2 separate regions of the Mus musculus genome follow, and region 1 is linked to region 2. Evidence: chromatin contacts called from public promoter capture Hi-C data. All regions are on one chromosome and are shown on one strand. Each heading gives the region's core, a stretch centred on a gene start, on an enhancer-like site or on the middle of the called end of the contact. The rest is flanking DNA. Distances are from core to core; before and after follow the strand shown.

Evidence for each region. Promoter capture Hi-C pulls out the DNA fragments that hold promoters and counts their contacts.
Region 1: a promoter capture Hi-C map of neutrophils shows a contact between it and region 2, with 2.4 times the contacts expected there. The contact joins the promoter of Cd69 here to the promoter of Clec2d in region 2. A contact is called at or near these places in 16 of 39 promoter capture datasets (the C10 cell line, the HPC-7 cell line, cranial neural crest and 11 more), 1 of 15 datasets of contacts at CTCF or cohesin (CD8 T cells), 2 of 484 Hi-C or Micro-C datasets (CD8 T cells and nephron progenitors), 4 of 115 datasets of contacts at active chromatin or transcription factors (CD8 T cells, regulatory T cell precursor and thymic regulatory T cells) and 3 of 9 other capture datasets (adipose tissue, liver and pancreatic islet).

The regions. Positions count from the first base shown.
Region 1 is chr6:129,270,666-129,278,384 of GRCm38.p6, reverse strand. Cd69 (CD69 antigen) reads left to right here and starts at 3,016. Exons shown (of 5, transcript NM_001033122.4): 1 at 3,016-3,163; 2 at 6,928-7,050. The coding sequence starts at 3,100.
Region 2 is chr6:129,175,162-129,182,315 of GRCm38.p6, reverse strand. It overlaps Clec2d (C-type lectin domain family 2, member d), which reads right to left and starts at 1,701. Exons shown (of 5, transcript NM_053109.3): 1 at 1,569-1,701. The coding sequence starts at 1,635.

The DNA.
Region 1 (7,719 bases), core at 1,767-4,266, 95 kb before region 2:
AAAAAAGTGAAAAAGTGAAACTTGCATCATGCTTATCACTGAGCATCAATACTTAGAGACATGCCTCCTGCTTATCACTTAAAGACATTGTGTGCCTGTTGTGTCAATGCAGCTACATACATACATACATAGCATAACTGCAGTTGGTTTCTGCAACAAAACTCGAATGGGGAGAAGGTCTGTTGAAATAATTCAGGAGGTAAAGGTAATTGCTGTTAAGTTTAATCAGCTTATTATAATTCCCAGAAGTTCTGTGGTTAGTTAGGAAAGAACTAGTGTGAGTCCTACAAGTTGTTGTTTAACTTCTACAAATGCACTATGATACACACACACACCATAGACAGATAGATAGATAGATAGATAGATAGATAGATAGATATGATATGATATGATATGATATGATATGATATGATATGATATGATATATGGTGTACTGGCTAGTTTTGTGTCAACTTGACACAGCTGGAGTTATCACAGAGAAAGGAGCTTCAGTTGAGGAAATGCCTCCATGAGATCCAACTGTAAGGCATTTTCTCAATTAGTGATCAAGGGGAAAGGCCCCTTGTGGGTGGGACCATCTCTGGGCTGGTAGTCTTGGGTTCTATAAGAGAGCAGGCTGAGAAATCCAGGTGAGGTAAGCCAGTAAAGAACATCCCTCCATGACCTCTGCATCAGCTCCTGCTCCCTGACCTGCTTGAGTTCCAGTCCTGACTTCCTTTGGTGATGAACAGCAGCATGGAAGTGTAAGTCGAATAAACCCTTTCCTCCCTAACTTGCTTCTTGGTCATGATGTTTGTGCAGGAATAGAAACCCTGACTAAGACTGATGGATTGGTGGATGGGTAGACAGACAGACAGACAGACAGACAGACAGACAGACAGACAGATGAAAGTAAATAAGTAAATATGGGGCTTGAGAGGTGATGACTCAGTAGTACAGACAGACAGACGGACGGATGGACAGACGAACTGACAGCCGGATGGATGGATGATTGATGGATGGGTAGATAGATAGATAGATAGATGGATAGATAGATAGATAGATAGATAGATAGATAGATAGATAGATAGATGAACGTAAATAAATAAATATGGGGCTTGAGAGGTGATGACTCAGTAGTACAGAGTTCTTATTGTTCTTTCAGAGGATCAGAGTTCAGTTCCCAGCTTAAGGAAACTCACATTGCTTGTGACTCTAACTCCATGGAGCCTTCTTCTGTCCTCTGTGGGAACCAGCACACACATACATGACTCACACACACATAAATATAATACAATTTTTAAAAATTAAGTTTAATAAAGGTAAATAAATTAAAAAATACTCACTTGAGCTGCCCTTTTCCTTTAAAGAGCTTAGTTAGGAGCCAACTTATAGCAGAGGCTGGCTATGATGACTCTCCCTGCCTATTTTTTGTCAGTTCTGAACTCTATGAAAACCTCATCCCATCCAACAGGCATGAGTCAGAAGAGCACTTCTTGGTATTCATGAGTATCTGGACCTTCCTGCTTTTCACTTGATACTGAATTAATTACCTTATTTATTATGGGAAAACCTGGCACATAGGCATATGGAAAAAGAACCGCTAAGACACAACCGAAAGACCTAAAGGCCCTGCAGTGGCAGGCTCCTGGGCACTCCTATGGAATAAGAAGAAGCTCTCTGTTGTAGAGGGAAAGTAATAGAGGAAGTGCCCAGAGGCCAATGTAGAGGTTCTTCTTGGCTGTAAGGTCTTTGGATTTTAAGGAACCTTTATTAGGAAGCCTTTGGTGAGCTGAATGTTCTCAACAAGATGATATGACATACTTAATCTCATCCCAGCTGCTGTGCAGGAAAGATACTGAGAACAAAAAGGCACATTAGGACCAGCATGTACCTGTCTGTGTCTCAAGCAGACAAATCCACCTGCTGGCTCACCTCAGTTGTCTGTGCCGGTACCTTCCAAGCAACCTAAGCATTATATCTTCACAAAGGCAAACCAGACAACTTTACTCCAGGTCCTTTGACAATCTCTCCATTCTCTGCTCTATTCCATATGTCAAATGTAGAGATCATTCCAGAATGTAAGAAATCATGCTTGTAATTTTTTAAGATCCTCACACTTGACTTACCAAAACAGACATTTTCTGCATTTATGTGGTGCTCAATAACTTATCTGAATGAGATGGATATCATGGGAAGATATGTGTATAGGGATCATCTTCCAAATATCCGAGGCCACAGACACCTGAAAAGGACATGGGGAAATAGAAGGAGATATTCTGCAGTGAGACAAAGTAAGTTTGACAGTGGAGGATGACAAGAAAATGAGCAAGGGATGATGAAATAGATAACTGAAGAGAAACAGTTTTAGATCACACCGAGGAAGTTTCAGACCACAAGCTTTCTGTTTCCTGCACTAAAGCAACTCCTGACACTTGAAAGAACTAGTCTCTGGGGAAAAAAGAAGTGAATGCCACACGTTTTAAATCCATAATTAACTAAATAAAACTTGTCCAATTGAGAGAGAGGGAGAGAGAGAGCCACAAAGATAGAGATTTTAAAATCCCTACTCAACAGTACATCTTCTGGCCACCAACAGCACCTGGTACATAATGGGTATTCAATAAATGCCTGTACCTGCCTACATATACAAAGAAACCAATGCAAAGGATTGCATGAAAAAGTTTTACTCTCTCTTCCAGTGCTTTTCCATGTCAAATACAGCAATCTCAAACTTTTAGCTCCTTGTTTAGATTATACCATTTCCTAAGTTATTTGTGTTTTTAAAAGTTTGTGGAAGGATGTCTTCGATTCTGGGAAAATCCCATTTATCTCTTCCTCTTGAAGCTACAGTTGTGAGAAAGCACATTTCAGACAGCAGGGAAAACCCGCAGCTCACCACAACAACACACGGTGAAGTGTCTAGGCCGCTGGAGCATAAATTAAAGAGAACTGGCTGAGTTGAGTGAGTACAGGGTAGGAGGAAGGGGTGGAGCCTAATCGAGTATAAAGGCTGAAATCCTCCGAGATCAAGACACTGAACAAGACAGCTCCAGCTACATCTCTCCGTGGACCACTTGAGAGTCGCCAGGGACCTTGAGGGGAAAAAAATTAAAAAGGATGGATTCTGAAAACTGTTCTATAACGGAAAATAGCTCTTCACATCTGGAGAGAGGGCAGAAGGGTAAGTCATGTGATTTCTTACATTCTGGAATGATCTCTACATTTGATGTGTGGAATAGAGCGGAGAATGGAGAGATTATCAGAGGACTTGGTTATGTTCTGTTTCAATCAGTAAAAGAGAAACTGGGCATAGGTAAATACCTCTCTAGCTATGAGAAGACAAGATACTTGTATGAGAGAGAGCTATATGACTTTCAGATGATCTTGAAAGGACTTTTCCTTTGAATAGATTTGTAACATCTCAACTCGTGGATTTAAATGATAAATGATAAATTGCCTGGCTTGACCTAGTTATTCTCTATAGTTTTCCCATAACCACCATCATCAGTAAGTTTTATCCTTTTCTTTATGAAGAACTCTGTTTTTCACACAAAGAGTTACGTTCTTGCTCTTTCCTTATCCATTTGCCTGCTTTCTGTGTGTATTCCCTCATTAGTGTTCTCCTCATGAATCCTCCAGTGGTTAGCAGCATTCGGGTCTCCAGGCTCAGAGAAAACAGCATTACACACACCTGAACATGTGCAGTGTCATATGGTGATGCATTAGAATGTAACCCTGTCATTAAAATGTCATCTTCTGCAGAGACCTATGGAATCTCCTCCTTACATTTTGTTCTGTCTCTCTCCTCCAATGAATCACTTCAAATTCTATGACTATATATTTTTCTTCCTTTTTACAAAAGCATGATCACCCTTCACATTTCTGTCTCTTCTGTCTGTTTCTATCTGAGTTGTAAGGAGCCCTCCAGCACTTAGCACTTGGGAATGAGAGTTATTTGAAAGCACGAGCGATCCAGTTAATAAAGGGATTTGCTATGACCAACACCGCCAAGATAGTTGGTGAGGAACGAATTATTTTCTGAGTTTCTCTGTCAAGTTGTCTTGTTGTGTAAAAAAATTAAAAATAAAAAATTTTTTAAAAGTCTCAGTTACCTTTAAAATCTCATCCCTTCTTTGAGAGCATGAAGTCAAAAACATAGATATAAAGTCTACAATATTCATTTTTAGATACCTAAGCAACCCATACCTATATGTCTCACTTAAATTTTTTTTAAAAAGCAGATAATAATGAAACTATAATAAATAGTGGAATGAAGGAAAGACCAAATGCAGAAATTCCTGACCTGGCCTGGGGTCAGCTCCATCTACCTTTGTATATTTAACTTATGTTCTCACGGCCATGACCTTAGCAACACAGCAGCAGTGGAATCAACAGGCTCCTCCTTGGGTGACTGAAAGTTGGTAAATAGGTGGATCTGTTTTCATGCTCTCCATTAATGCACAGGCCTCAGGAGTGTGCTGTTAGGGGGGGATGTTTTGTTGCCTAGGTGACAAGTTGAACTGTGGTTAGCCATGACCCTTGGAGATGGAAATAAACTGTCACGTGGGAGTTGGTCTACATAGTCTACCCACCAGGTGGGTCAATGGGCTGAATGAACTAGTTGAGGTCTAGGGTTGCTTTGGATGTGGGTATGTTTGCTGTGCAGTCAGAGATATTGATAAATTGAGTCCAAGCAATGTGACTATCATATGTTGAGAAACGAAACTAGACCAGTCTCTGAACCTATTACTCAAGCTACAAAGACTGCCTCTGAAGATAATTGTGTATGTGTGTGAAAAGGAAGGCAGGGGAAAACAGACCTAGGCAGGATTGATAAAGGCTTCTCTTAGAAAACTTGAAATCAGATTTTCACCAAGAAAAAGAAAATCCTACAAAATGTACAAGTTGGTGATACTAGCCATGTGATGTCTCCTCACCAAGCTTATCTGGAACAAAATGTTTTAAGAAAAAAAAATCCACAAATTCCAAGATAAAATCTACAGAAATAATCTTGTAACTATAAAAAGTCATCTACAATGGAAAGTTAAGTGTTTTTATAATGAGAAAAGATTTGACATAACTTTTCACCTTGTAGCCATAGGCTTCAAGCTCACACTCCTTTGACACTAGACTCCTAAGTGTTGGGATTACAACTGTGGAGAGTGATTTTCACTGTTAATTATAATCTTATTCAAGGAGCCATTTTGTATTAAAGCTTCCATGAGCATTAAAAAATTCACACTGAAGAATTTGGGAACATACAAGGGCATTCTAGTGGGGGCATACTGTTTTGAATCATGAGGGTTCACCCTGTAAAAAACAAAATCCAAAATCTAAAGCCAAAAATTGACTTTCCCTCTGCAGTCACCTATTTACATGCTAGTACAGGCATATTTCTATCTATCCAAATCCTGATACAGAAACATTTATTAGTTAAAGGTAACTGTGACTTTGTTCAACCTTTATACAGTAAGTTAAATTGGGGGGGGGTCTGTTCAATATGTTTTATAGCATTGTTACTTTTCACTTATTATTTTAATCCATCTTAGAAAATGTAATGTTTCACTGTTCATTCTTACATTATCACTTTAACTGTGCTATAATTTATATGCAATTAATGAACACACCATAGGAGTGCGGTGTAAGGACTCAACAAATGTATAGCCACAATTCCCATCAATATTTGAATATTCCCGTGACTCTAGGGCACTCTGTAGGTGCCATTGTCACAAGCATAAATGCAAACACTTTTCTTACATTTGACACCACACCTTATTTTTGTCTAAAGTGCCAGTTACATAGAAATACATAATATGTAATCTTTAATGAATATACTGTTTTCATTTAACATTATTTTTTAAGATTTATCATATGGTATGCATCAGGGCTTTATTTTAATTGCTAGAATCATTTTTTTGTGTGGAAATACTAAAAAGTGTTTATTCATTCTCATGCTGACAGGTATTTGGATTATTTTCAGGACTTGGTCTTAGTGATGATAATTCTATGAATATTGTTGTGCAAGGCATTTTAAAAACATGGGGTTTTTTTAGAGGTGGTGGTGGTGGTGGTATGTGTGTGTAGGACTGTCTGGATCTTACAGTAGTATATGTATAACAATGTTTTTTATTTATGTCTGTGGAAGTGTAGGTCATGTGTGTACAGGTGTCTTCAAAAGCCAGAAGAGGGTACTGGAACCTTCAGAGCTATAGTGACAGATGGTTGTGAGCCACCTGATGTGGGTTCTGGGAACCAAACACTGGTCCTCTACAAAAACAGTACATGCTCTCTAACACTGAGGCATCTCTTCAGCCCCTGTGTGTTCATAACAATGTAAAAAAGCGTATTTTTCCAGGTTAGCCTCTTAGCATTAATATATGAAAGTTTGCTGCACTGGTATTACCAAGAAACAAAATCAAGTTTGCAATTTTTTAAATTTTATCCTACTTTTGGATATTTATGCATAAATTCTCATTGAAAACATTTATTCTGAGCATTCCATCTCCCATAAACAGTAGCTAACTCCAAGGAGACTAGGGAACTACAGCCAGGATACTCTTTTTATATGTCTCCTATAGCAAGTGGGTGCTTAGAAGTCTTAAATAATGATATGCTTGAATTTTTCATAACTATGAAATATACCCATTATGCCTACTAAATACATATATAAATTATATATTTATGCATATATACATACATACATACATACATACATACATACATACATACATAGTGAAGATACCTATTAAGTCAGCATTTTATTTGCTTTGCCTTATCTCTAGCCAACAAGACGTTTTCCAAATGCACTCAGAATTTGGTAAAATTGACCATTAATATTTTTTATTAGTGGAACAACACATTACTATGCTTAATTTTATATTCCTCAGGGAATATCAACTGCTCCATCTTACAGCCTGAATTCACCCCACTTCTCTCCCTTTTCAGACCATGGCACCAGTATACATTTTGAGAAGCATCATGAAGGATCCATTCAAGTTTCTATCCCTTGGGCTGTGTTAATAGTGGTCCTCATCACGTCCTTAATAATAGCTCTCATTGCCTTAAATGGTGAGTCTATACTTATGAGTTCTCTCAAAGCTGGCTAGCAGAAAGCACTCACATATGGCTGAAATGAATGGGTCTTAGCTTGATCTAGTTTATCAGATAAGTTTATCACTTAACTGATTAACTAGATCTGATCTAGTTATCAGATCTTCTGATTGACTTAGAAACATCTCAGACACATAACTGGTCAGTTTTATGATCAGCATGAAATGCATTCCATACTCCCTGAATGACAGCTACAACAATTTTAGAAATATTTAAAATATTAAAATATTTTAGAAATATTTAACTTATACATTATGTAGGGTGACCACATTTACATATACAAGAAAGTGAGCTTTTATATACCATGTATATATGTATATGTATATGTATATGTATATGTATATGTATATGTATATGTATATGTACACACACACACACACACACATATATATATATATATATATGAGTGGACATTTAACTAGAAAAAATGCAGACTTTTCATTCAGATTGGCAGGAAAAACAGTATGCCAACCTATAGATTAATCAAAAAGTGGCCAATAGTTCTGCCTTTTATCTCAAGCCAAAAGACTAACCCCTCTGGATTACTATGACAATCGGCAACTCCCAGAGGCAGCTGGGACATGCTGTGCCACCATGCATGGTACATCTATGTCTTCTACAAATAAA
Region 2 (7,154 bases), core at 452-2,951:
TTTATGGTTATTGGGCATTTCAAAAACTCAGAATGGTAATTTTATTTATTTAGAGTTCTACACCAGCATTTCTTATATGATATTAAGAGTAAGATTTACAGATAATCCTCTGTGTTTACACCAGTATAATTCTGATACTGTCTGTTTCCTTCTAATATGTAAACAGGAATTTTGCTGTATACACACAGATCTCCTTCTAAATTCGAATGTGTTCCATAGCACAATTTGAACATAACTTTCCTGTCTTTATTTAAAAGTAATGTTGGAAATGATCTCTCAAAAAACCCAAAGAAATGAAGTATTGCTGGCCTGGTTTTTAGCTTACTTAAAAACTGTTTCAATGATAAAACAAGCTACTGCTTCAAAGGAGTGAAGTTGTGTAATGCCTGCAGCTAGTTATACAACAGCTGCACTTGAGACAGGAGCTCCACATTCACAAGACAGGCTTCAAAATGCCTGCAGCTAGCTATGCAACAGCTGCACTTGAGACAGAAGCTCCACATTCTCAGGAAATGTTTCCAATGGCTAAATATTTGTGTATTTGATTTTAAAAAGTCAACCCTGCTGAGGCAGAGGGAGCAGGAGTTCCAGGCCAGCTTGGGGTAAAGTATGAGACTTTGCCAAAGAATCAATCAATCAATCAATCAGTCAGTCAGTCATCATCATCCTCAGTAATAATAATTTATTATAATTTATTATTATTATTATTATTATTATTATTTCAGAATACTTGGTTTAAGTGATAAACATTAGCATTTGTTGGGAATTTTGTATTTTGATAGATGTCAATCTTACTTTCTCAAAATTCAGTAGTCTTTCCACAAATTAAAAAAAAAAAAATTAATGTGAAGAAACAGGAATGAGGGGGAAAAGGAAAATAAAGGAACACAATATAATGGAGCATAGACAGTTTGAAACACAAGAAACACAATTTTGCTTCCTTTCTGAAGAATTAAGTAGGAAACCCCATTATATTCTTTTTCTGTAACTTATCAAGAGCTCAAAACAGAAAGGATTTGGTCCTGAGTAGGTTCAGCGCCCCCCACCCCCACCCCACCCCAAGCCACCCCCTTACAATTCTATTTTAATTACAATGGATCTGCAAAACACAAGCTCCAAGCTTCCCAGGCAACTTCTGCCACTATGCACATTGCAAAGCTGTTGTCTGAGTTTCCTTCACTCAGGGACTTAAAGCAAACGTTTACTACAGCAATTTGATGTAATCCACCAGACTGTAACTTACCAGATCCCTGGGAAGAGTGGACTAGCAAGCTAAGTACAAAGCGAGAACGCTGTGGCTACAGCTCTGGCAGTTAGAAGGTGACTCGCTGCTCATTTCTCTTGCCTGAGAACTATTCGAGTATTGTATGCTCCGATAGAATAACTAATGTAACAACCTCATAGCTAATCCCGACTGCATTCTCCTGCTCTGCAGACCCACAGTGACGGGCTCACAGACGCCCTTCTGTTCTTAATCTTTTGTTCAAGGTTCAACTCTTTTGCCTTCCTGCCCTGTTTGAAACTCCTCTCTGCCCCTCCCATTGGTTCAAATACTATTGAATACTTACCCACTTCTACCTCCTGCGGGCTGCCTGTGGGACTAAGCATAGGTAGGGAAGCCTTTGTGACACACATCTCAGAGCTGAGGAGCTGAGTTTCCACTACAGGATTGAAACTTGAAAGCTGAGAGGCACAAATACGTGGGGAGGTTTCAGTATTTAGCTAATCCTGTAGCTCCTCCTTTCTGTACATACACACACGCTTGGTTGGCTCAGGGCCTAACAAAATCTCATTGGGAAACGCATTTCAAGGTCAGGAGCCACACTGGCGCCATCTGGAGACTGACTTTCCTGTTTGCTTCTGGTTTACTTTGTGTTTCGTTTCTCTTTCAGCACACTCTGATTTAGAAACATAATTCAAGCTGACCTTACTGAGGTCACAGGGATTTTCTTTTTTTTTTTTTTTTAATATTTTTTATTAGGTATTTTCCTCATTTACATTTCCAATGCTATTCCAAAAGTCCCCCATACCCTCCCCCCCCCACTCCCCTGCCCACCCATTCCCACTTTTGGCCCTGGCGTTCTCCTGTACTGGGGCATATAAAGTTTGCAAGTCCAATGGGCCTCTCTTTACAGTGATGGCCGACTAGGCCATCTTTTGATACATATGCAGCTAGAGTCAAGAGCTCTGGGGTACTGGTTAGTTCATAATGATGTTCCACCTATAGGGTTGCAGATCCCTTTAGCTCCCTGGGTACTTTCTCTAGCTCCTTCATTGGGGACTTTGTGCTCTGTCCAATGAATGACTGTGAGCATCTACTTCTGTATCTGCCAGGCACTGACAAAGGCCCTCAGGAGACAGCTATAGCAGGCTCTTGTTGGCATCTGCCTAGTGTCTGGGTTTGGTGGTTGTTTATGGAATGGATCCCCAAGTGGGGCAGTCTCTGGCAGTCTCTTCCTTCAGGCTCTGCTCCAAACTTTGTCTCTGTAACTCCTTCCATGGGTATTTTGTTCCCCCTTCTAAAAAGGATTCTGAGCTTCTGGGCTAATGTCCACTTACCAGTGAGTGCATATCATGTGTGTTCTTTCCTGATTGGGTTACCTTACTCAAGATGATATCCTCCAGATCCATCCATTTGTCTAAGAATTTCATGAATTCATTGTTTTTAACAGCTTTGAACCTCTTACCCTTTCTTATCACAGGCCTGCAACAGTTCTGGGAAACAGAGAACCCTGGGGAGATCAAAAAAACCAAACAGATTTTACTGCGTAATAAATATTTATATCCAATAGTCACATTCAACTATTTGAAACACTGGAGAGTTACCCATTTGGCCCATTAAAAAACTACTTTATTTCTTGAGCGGGGCATATCTATGCCACAGCATATGTGTAGGAGTCTGTCCTCTCCTGCTGCCCTGTTCTCCTGTGATCCAGGCCAGATGGTCAGGATTATGTGGCAAGAGCTTTTAAGCCCTGAGTCCATCTCCTTTGAAAAAATACAACTGTAACTTACTTATTAATTTGTCTTGGTTAAAGTTTTGAAAGAAAGCTGTCAACTCTTTTTTTTATTACATATTTTCCTCAATTATATTTCCAATGCTAGCCCAAAAGTCCCCCACACCCTGCCCCCCACTTTCCTACCCACCCATTCCCATTTTTTTGGCCCTGGCATTCCCCTGTACTGGGGCATATAAAGTTTGCGTGTCCAATGGGCCTCTCTTTCCAGTGATGGCCGACCAGGCCATCTTTTGATACATATGCAGCTAGAGTCAAGAGCTCCGGGGTACTGGTTAGTTCATAATGTTGCACCTACAGGGTTGCAGATCTCTTTAGCTCCTTGGATACTTTCTCTAGCTCCTCCATTGGGGGCCCTGTGATCCATCCAATAGCTGACTGAGAGCATCCACTTATGTGTTTGCTAGGCCCCGGCCTAGTCTCACAAGAGACAGCTATATCAGGTTCCTTGCAGCAAACGCTTGCTGGTGTATGCAATGCTGTCATTGTTTGGAGGCTAATTATGGGATGGATCCCTGGATATGGCAGTCTCTAGATGGTCCATCCTTTTCTCTCAGCTCCAAACTTTGTCTCTGTAATCCTTCCATTGATGATTGTTTCCAATTCTAAGAAGGGGCAAAGTGTCCACACTTTGGTCTTCGTTCTTCTTCAGTTTCATGTGTTTTGCAAATTGTATCTTATATCTTGGGTATCCTAAGTTTCTGGGCTAATATCCACTTATCAGTGAGTACATATCATTTGAGTTCTTTTGTGATTGTGTTACCTCACCAGCTGCTGTCAACTCTTTAACGTATGCAAATATAGGAGTATTTCTTTATAAAATATTAGCACTTTTTCAACTTCTGAGTAGAAACTACTTTTTCAAAACTAGGACTTCCTAGATCAGCAATTAGAATTCCCCTGGGTTCTGTTCCTGGGAACCACACTGTGTAGCTCATAACTGCCTATAACTCCAGCTGCAGAGGACGTGTTGCCTCTGCTGTCTGAAGGCACCCACATACACATAAATCTGAAAGAAAGAAAGAAAGAAGAAAGAAAGGAAGGAAGGAAGGAAGGAAGGAAGGAAGGAAGGAAGAAAGAAAGAAAGAAAGAAAGAAAGAAAGAAAAGAAAGAAAGAAAGAAAGAAAGAAAGAAGAGAGGGAAGGAGTAAGGAAGGGAGGGAAGGAAGGGGAGGGGAGGGGAGGAGAGGAGAGGGGAGGAGAGAGAGAGAAAGAAAAGGAGGGAGGGAGGGAGAAAGAGGAAAAAGTGGAAGGGGAAGAGAGAAAGAGAATACCTGGCATAAGTTAATTCATCTTGGAAGCATGTTCAATATCTTGTCCTCAGAAGAAAGATATTGTTCTCTGTAGTTTTAAAGACAGATTCTCACTGAATCCGGAGCTCACAGATTAAGTTAGGCTAACTAACCAGCAAACTCCAAGGACCCACTAGTCTCTACCTATCTGAAACTGAGTTTACAGCTCATGTTACCAGGCCCAGCTTTCTTATGTAGGTAAAGAGGGACAGAATTCATATTCTCACACTTATGTGGCAAGCACTTTTCTGACTGAGCCATCTTCCCAGGCTCTGAAGATGATCCTTAAGAAAAATATATGGAATATGATCTTTGCCTTTTGAGAGAAATAGTTGTGTGCAAAAGCTGTTAGGACCTATTTCATGAACTGGCCCCAGTCTCCATTCTTGCTTGCCAACATAGTGAATGGATCTAAAATTTGTGTGAAAAGTGACATCTTATGTGAAGTGCTAGGATTATGGTAATCGGGCTGGTTAAAGAATAAAAACTTGGAAGGACATGGAGGCACAACACCTACAATCCAGGCACTGAGGAGGTAGAGGCGGGAGATGTCACCTGTACTTTACAAATGGGAACAGAAGTGGTTAATAGATAATAAGGTGACCTCTGCACTACCTGAATGACCACAACCACACCAGATCCTTCCCAGACCCTTAAGATGTCACATGTAGTCAATATAGAAAACCCACCTTTATGAAAGAACTCACAAGTCCTTTGCAAAGAGTTCAATGTTGTCATGTCTTAAGCTTTATTGTGCATGAAGGGTTGAGTTTATTGCCACTAGAAAATGTTTGTCTAAAATTGGGCTGTGTTTAAATATGCCTAAAATAATCTTTCTGGTATCAGACTCTATAAGTCTGAATCATCACCAGCTACTGAGTTATGCTAAACTAGACCTTCATGCTTCACATGAATGGTTATTCTACTGCTTATGGTGGTCACAGAAAACCCACATGTAGTTTCTCTAATAATCATAATCATAACAATTACAATATATTCATCTCTACTTTTCTTTAGAATAATCTCACCTTCATGAGGCATACTACTCAAACAATGGAGCCCAGAGCTAACAGACTTGAAAAAACACTGAAAGTAAGTATTTCCATTTTAAATGGCAAGTTGATATTTCTCTGACAACTAAACCAGAGTCCACGTCACTAAACAGAAAACAGACTAGTAAGTCAACATCAGACTTAATGTTAAATCAACAAAGGTGTGGGCTGGTAGTTGGCCATGGTAAATAGAACACATCAAATGCTATGGCAAAATAAGGTTATCTACTCACTGTCAGTCCATATATAAACAGCTAACATCCATTCACATATGTTTCCAATATAGTGAAAATTAATCACATAAAATTACTTGTCCTGTTAGAAATGGATATCAATGAGTTTTCTGAACATACAATTTAATCTGTTACATTTTGTACCATTTTAATAATACTTAAAAATAAACACTTGAACCTGCTGAGAATATCTTGCAATATCTTCTTTTATTCTCTATAGTTGATGTCACCAAAACGAGCTCCTTATATGAAAATCCTTGATATGAAATGGGGGCTGGAGAGATAGCCAAGCTCTTAAAGGCTAACGCTCCCAACCAAAGGAGTAGGTTCAGTTCTCAGCACTCATGCTTGTCTCTCCAGCTGCCTCTTTACCTGAGAGCCTGGTAGATATCAAATAAACAAACTTATAAACAAATAAAAAAATCAACAAATTAGTATATAAGCATGTACATCCGTGATGCAATAAGGATTATTTGCATAATACATTTATTATGGTGGTGTACATGTTAGATCAGAACTGAATCAGGCTGTCCTTTAATCAGAACAATGAAGGATAGCAGTTCCCTACAGAAGTAAAGACCAAGTGCCCAGGCATAGGGGACTAGGGCTTTTTAGGGCCAAGAGGGAACTTCTGGAGAGGAAAGTTTTATCATTAGATGTGTTCTTTACCATCAGGGATGGATGATAGCAGCTGGTATTCTCTTACTACATTTTCTTGTAGGGCAGGTTTTCTCATGGTTTTGCTGAGTCTGGAGATTTTTTTTTTCTCATCTGAGATTTCTTGTACTAGGTTATCACCTTTCATTTCAGATTCTGAGAACAGATAAAAGGAAGTGGACAATCTGTCCTCTCATTGGTCCTTTTTGTGGGAGAGGAATAATGGAGTGAGACAGGTTGGCTCTGACCTAGGGCCTAAGGGTCCATAGGTCAGATTGACTTTATGTAAGCAGGAGTAGAATTTTAACCAAAAGAACTGTTTGGATCCAGTGACTACTGCCATGTACTTCTGGAAAAATCTTTGAGAACAGTTGATTAGACAGAGTGATTTACTTAGTAAGATGAAACCAAAGTGGAGAACCTAGCCAAGGTAGCCATTGTCCCAGTGAGTTCCTAGTGATAGCAGTGATTTTGTCCAGAAGGAACTTCATTAAAAAGTTTAAAAGACAGGATGAATACTTAAGTATGAGAATAATAAGAATGAAAAGAATGATGTACGGGAGGAGCCTGAGTGGAAAGAAATCCAAAGCTCATTCATAGGAGGAGACTTGTTATTTGGTGGGTTTTTTTTTTTTTTCCTCCTCTGACATATAAGTCTTTGGTCCTTAAGTCTCAAGCCAGTTTAGATTTGTTGGTGCAGAAAAAAAAACATTGTTCCTAGCTGAGGGCACAAAATCCCACTGCTAGCAGTAGTCAACTGACATAGTCCTCATCAATTTTCAATTATTGCATCAACAAAAAATTGATCTGAAATTTCTTTAAGGTTGTCTGAGAGCTGGTGAGACAAGGGTTAACTGATTCAAAGAAGCCATCACTCCAGATGTTTTAGTTCTGCACAGCTAGC